Regions from separate parts of the Zea mays genome. Here region 1 is linked to region 2. Evidence: chromatin contacts called from public Hi-C data. All regions are on one chromosome and are shown on one strand. The core of a region is the stretch at or near the end of the contact, and the rest is flanking DNA. Distances in the headings are between cores, read along the strand shown.

Region 1 (2,831 bases), core at 120-2,619, 320 kb before region 2:
GTTTTTGCCAAGTTTCATCAAGTACTGCTCCAACAGAACAAGCAATCATGGAATATTGAGCTAAGGTACTGGAGTCTCAAGAAAAGGTCTAGGAATCCTAAGAATGGATAGATAACGATGCTTAAATATGGATGACATCATTTATGTCTTCATAACCATCTACAGGCAGGTGGTAGTGTTTTTTGACGTTCATTCATGGGGCCCACCTTTCTAATGTGTAAGTAGATAACTACATTGATCTTAATCTGAGTTGTGTGTTGATGGTCGATGTAGTAAAGAAGGGACACTTAGACATTGTTGTTCATGGATTTATGTACTGCCAACAAACCTTCACTTCTGATTCTTATAGGCGGTGCCTGGTTCTAATGACTTGCATGTATTTTATGCATTGACTACATGATAAGAACCGTGCACGTTGTTGATGACCCAATTATTACCTCTGAATCAAGGTAATGTTTACCTTTAACGTGTTGTCTTTTGTTCCATAGAATCATTATGGATGACTGTTCGTAAAATTGCTATGGCAAATATTTACTGTTATCATGGTATATAACATCAAAATTTTGTCATGAATTTTCAAGCTTTTGTTTGTAAATATTTTAGCGTTTGTATCTGTTATGAAAATTTAATGCATCAGTCACATCAAATCGTTAATGAACTTTTATAATAAGCAATTTAAATGCTATGTCGTATGCTCTATTAATATTAACTGTTACCATGTTACAAAATTTCGCTAAATTCAAACGTGCGCGCTGGCGCGTGCCAATTCACTAGTATATATACATTGGCTTCATTGCTGCCGCTGCATTTACCGCGACCTGCCAGTACCACATCCCAAGCCGGCCAGCCCTTCCGCCGTATTGTGCCGGGAACCGAGGTCATCCCCGGCACCATACCCGCCGTAGCCCGGGGTCAAAGCTTTGATTGGCACCCTGGAACTCGCCCAGAACTGATCTGCAGCTTCATCATCGACACGTTGAGGACGAACACCACACGCCATGGCCCCGGGCAGCGCCAGCACCGGCCGCCGCACCATGCTGGGGAAACGACCCCTGCCTGCGCCTCCGGGTGGGCCATGTTGGATCACACGGCCCCGTACGTCTATAGACCTCGAGTGTTCCATCAGGTGGACTTATTTGGGACTTGGCCACTTGGGAGAATCGCGCCAGGAGCCGCATCCCCGGCCGCCGTCACCAACTGCACCCCGGGCTCCTTGCATGGCCGGCTTCAAACCACCACAGGAAGAAGAGTAGAAGACGGGGTAGAGGAAGTTGCATGAACTCCTGCCGCCGATCGCGGGGACGAAGAGGTAGCAACCATACGCTAGGCCGCCTAGCTGCACGAGACAAAAATCCACCAAGCCCAACTAGAAAGCGAAACTGGGCCCCCTCCAATCTGGCCAACCGCATGCCTAATCATGGAGATGAGATGTCAACTACCCATTTGGTTCTGTATTCTTTGATGTTTTTAATTATAAAGCTTAAAATGTTAATATCTACTAAATGATATGTGTTTTGAATTTCGGGCTTTGATGTGAATTTTAGGCTCTATGAATTTTGGGCTAGAATTTGAATTTTGAGCTTTTATAATTTCAGACTATCCGAAATGAGCCGAACACGTTTAACCAATAACATGTCGTGTTGTGGGCCGAGGGAAAATTGCAGCCTTGCCAACACATCACTTACGGTGATCGTTGCAAATACCCACCGTGCGGAGAATGGACCACGCCACGACGACCTAGCCAACCAACCAAAAGGAGCTAGGTGGTCTAAGGGTGGCTAATCTCCCTACCAAGAACAATTGCTTATTCAGCAAATATTTTTGAAGCTTCTTAATGAACATGACATTTGGCAATAAATTATCAAAAATAAATATTTAAGAATGAAAGCGCTTACTCAAGTTTTGACGATTAAGGGATTCTCAATTCTGGTATGACCTCATAAAGGTTAACGATGAATTTTTAGGATGGGGTTAGTTTGGGGTTGGTGATGGACAATCTACGAGGTTTTGTGAGGATAGATGGCTTATAAATAGATCTCTTAGAGAGCAATATCCAAATCTTTTTAATATTGTGAGAAATAAGACGACTCCAGTTGTAGATATCTTACCTCGTGCCATAACCAACCTGTCCTTCCGTAGACCAATAGTTGTGAGAAATGAATTTGTCATTTTTGTTGTCCACAATTAATTTGGGTTCTATGAGAGAGTTTTTTAGGTCTCAATGAGATGGACTTTTCTCAGTCTTATCTACACATTTTATTTTAATGAATAACCCCACTCGGAATCATAACGTTTTGTTTTAATTAATAACTAAAGCTCCCGCTCAAAATTTAATAAACATTGTGGTATTTAGAGAGGGGAGTAACTCCCACTAAATATAACCTAGCAAAACGAAGGTTGTAGGGAAATTGAATTGCGGTTTTTGTAATCAAAATAAATGTATTCATCACCTTTTCTTTGATTGTTACCATGCTAGAAATATACGGAGAACTATTTATTTGCCTTCCACATAGACGGACCATCTATTATTAATCATATTTTAGAGGCTTGATAATCCAACAAAGGAACTACATGTAAACAGAAACTTTTATTTGGAGTCGCGACAATGTTTTGGTCCATTTAGCTCTACCACAATGATGTTGTTTTTAACCATAAACCAATACCCTCAATTCTATAGATTATTTACAGAGGAACCTATTGGATCTGATTTTGGAGAATGTTTTAGAAGGGAATCACACCAAGAAGCCTTCAATATCTGTCAATCATTGGAGGTGGTGGCCATGGAAATCTTTATAAGCCGTGGATGACGATCCAATGCTAGGATTAAGGTT
Region 2 (3,238 bases), core at 253-2,752:
TTCGACAGGGGTTCGCTTCCACTCCTCAGACGATCGGTTTTGTGTGCCTCGCGCCTCCCTCTCGTCGTCGCCTCTGGGCTACACCCGCCGTCGCCCTCACCCAAACGTTATGCTTCAAACCTGTTTATTCTGCTTTTGTTCACCCAAACGGACACAGGGAATCTGTGCCCCACGGGGCTACAGCAAACGTGGACAGGCATGGCAAGTATTGGCTGACCGGTGGTGGCTGACAAGGGTGACACGTTACCTGGCTTCCCAAACGAGGCTTTAATTATTGGATTTGGCTTTCTCAAGAAGCCAAATCAGTTTTAGAAGTCCAAACAAAAAGGACCTCTAGCTAGGTACCAAAGAATCTTCTAACACGAGGTTTAAATGGTGTAAAATCACCTTAACTTTACTAGAAATAAAATACTTGGAGCAATTATCTGTGTGTCATCGAAAATTATACTCATTCTTTATGTGTCACTAGCTCTATATGTTATACGTATAAAAAATATCTATATACCACTCAATGATATATAAGAAATGAGTATAAATTCCAATGGACGTAGGGCATTGTGGTAAAGAGGCAAAGGTAAAAAGGTCACTGATGAGCGTACGTTACGTACTACGGGCAGCGCATGCAGCGGCCAGTGGAGTGGAGTGTACCACTGCTGGTGCAGCAGCAACAGCTGAGGCATGGGAGCAAGGAAAAGGCAAAGAAATTCCCCGCGAATCGCGCGGGCTTCTGCGCCGGATGGACGGACTCTGCAGTCTCCTGTCGTGTCGCTGCCGGGCGAGCACTCGACCCCACCTGTCTGCGGCGCGGCGCGTGCATCGGAGTCCCCCCCAGCAGGCCCCATCTCGTCCTCTTCGTCTCTCACCTCACCTCATCTCCTCCGTAGGCTCCGTTCCCAGCTGACTGACTCCCCACAGAGAGCCACCAACTTGGCTGGCAATGGCTCCCCGTTCGTCTCCGTCGTCGTCGTCGTTGGCTGACTACATGGCGAGGCGCGGCCGGCGGCCGGCAGCGCAGAGGGAAGTGTGGAGGTGACTGGGTTGGGAACTCAAGCATTTGCTTCGACACGATGGAATGGAAGTAGTTGGGCTGCTTCACTGACTGGATGAGTGAGGCCACCACTGGGGTGGGGGGGCGTGGACCCGTGGTTGCATACTTGCAGTGCATGCAGCCGCGCCATGGCCCCCGCTTCCTGTCAACTCGAACGTCCCTTCTGTCCCCTCTTAACTCGGTCAGTCCGTCCACTGCAGAGCACAGGAGAACTGTACGAGTGATGAGTAGCTACGACCCCATTTTCCTACAATCTCTCTCTCTCTCCGGATCGGATTCGAGGCCATGCGATTTTGTCGATCTGATCTCCGGCTGCATGCAAACTCGTGAGACATCACATACAAGAGCCTGTGATGCATACGCAGTCGTGTGGCTGGCCATGGCACTGGCACCCAAGACAAGCTTGGAACTTGAGAGCGCATGCAGGACCAAGGCCCAATGGCCAAGACAGAGGCCATTAAGATGGGCCAAGCAGGTCTCCAACGAGGGGAGACACATGGACGGCCGAGCAGGCCACACGCACGCAATACGGCCCGCTACTGGGCCGATTACTTTAGGGCCTTTTAACTTACCTCCAGACAGGAATGGCAACCGGCACATTTTATTCATGTGCGAGCGAGTAAAAACTTTATAGAGTGCAAATTTAGGTGTGAGTTTGTACTCGCAAGTACAGATGCGAGTTTGATTATCAACCTGATGGATTTTTTGTTTCTCGTGGGTATGTAAATGTTGTACCCATACCCGCAATAGATATATATGTATATATACATATTTATACATAGTTTATATATTTGAAGCTCTGAGCTTCCAAACAGATAGGGGAAGTCCTGACTCAATGGTACCTTTCGGTTCAACCACACCACCTCAAACAGACAAGGCCTCGTGCCGTCTATAAAAACTACCCGAGACCACCACAAATTAGGGTTTCAGTGGCGGCAACGGTTGCGCGACGACGGAACCAACACATGTGGGCAGGTCCTATGCGGGCGGCACTGCCCAACGGGCGGATCCGACGGGTGCGGGCGCTGCGCTGGCCGACGCACGGTCGAGCGGGTCCGGCGCAGACATAAGGGCTCCACGGCGGGCAGACGATGAATCCACAGTGGGTGGACGGACGCGGCACAAGCGGTCCGCTGCGAACGGATGGACGACAAGGACCATTATCTATATGTTTGCATAAATATATGTATACTAGGTACGTGCCCGTGCGATGCCACGGAACACAAATTGACCAGTCTCTAACGGCTCAGACCTTGTCGACGTGCGGCGTGAGTACAATGGTAACTGCAAAATCCGTGCTTAAACATAGATATGGAATCATATAAATACGTAATAAAAAAATTGACCTTTTATTCCATCATGTCTTGTGCATAGGATGCAAAGATTTTTTTGGAGGAACTTTGTTATCGATCTGTTAAGTTATGAGGATAATTCGTGCCGATATGTTATCCCTGCAAACATACAACTGTGACTTATTGATATCGCTAAAAAATATTAAGTTAGTATACAAGATGTCGACATATTTTCTTATGATTAAACATTCTATATTTACTCTTTAGAAATAATTTATGTGATACTGATAATGTTTTTTCGACATCAGTTTAATCTATTTGAGTCGACGTATTTATAATAATATTATATATTTATATCATATTAGCTTAATTGATCTTTGCCTAAATTACTATTATTAGAATGAAATTCAATTCCAAGGATCCAAACAAATAAGCTAAATTTGCAAAACATTTGCTATTGATAACCTTCAGGGTGACCAAATAGCGAGTAAATACACATAAATGTTGATTACTAATGAATCCTTCATATAGATGTCACACAGCCAATTTGCAAGATGCATAGGAACCTTTTTCTAATTGGCTCGTCACCATGAACTAACTTGAAAAATTCAAGAGCCAAAAACTTAAGATATATTTCAAACAGGACATTTGAACACTAATTTAAATTCATTTAGAAAACAGAAGCCATTCAGAATTTTTATGACATAGACCCATTTTAATCCATTTTATAATAGCAACCTCAATATGAAGCTTAATCGGAGTCCCAACCGAGAAATGACACGAAAGTTAATCTCCTGTGCAACGTGAGGGCTCGCCCCCTATGGGACACTATGGGCAGATCTTTACTCGTACCAGGGGAACAACGAGTGGCATTTTTTAACCTCAGCCTGAAATTCGT

The links. A called contact is a pair of places that touch in the nucleus more often than the background predicts.
Region 1: a Hi-C map of ear shows a contact between it and region 2, with 3 times the contacts expected there. The contact joins two enhancer-like sites. A contact is called at or near these places in 2 of 25 Hi-C or Micro-C datasets (ear and tassel).

Annotation. Positions count from the first base shown.
Region 1 is chr7:3,999,384-4,002,214 of Zm-B73-REFERENCE-NAM-5.0, reverse strand. It overlaps LOC118472897 (a long non-coding RNA gene), which reads left to right. Exons shown (of 3, transcript XR_004851324.1): 3 at 1-430. Among protein-coding and RNA genes, the nearest start is that of LOC118472897, 5.1 kb to the left of the region's middle. Within about 2 kb of position 1,369, at least 7 of the 20 cell types and tissues checked have an H3K27ac peak or open chromatin away from gene starts, as enhancers often do. A contact at or near this core is called in ear, where this site is marked.
Region 2 is chr7:3,682,860-3,686,097 of Zm-B73-REFERENCE-NAM-5.0, reverse strand. No RefSeq gene overlaps it. Among protein-coding and RNA genes, the nearest start is that of LOC103631921, 5.1 kb to the right of the region's middle. Within about 2 kb of position 1,502, at least 16 of the 20 cell types and tissues checked have an H3K27ac peak or open chromatin away from gene starts, as enhancers often do. A contact at or near this core is called in ear, where this site is marked.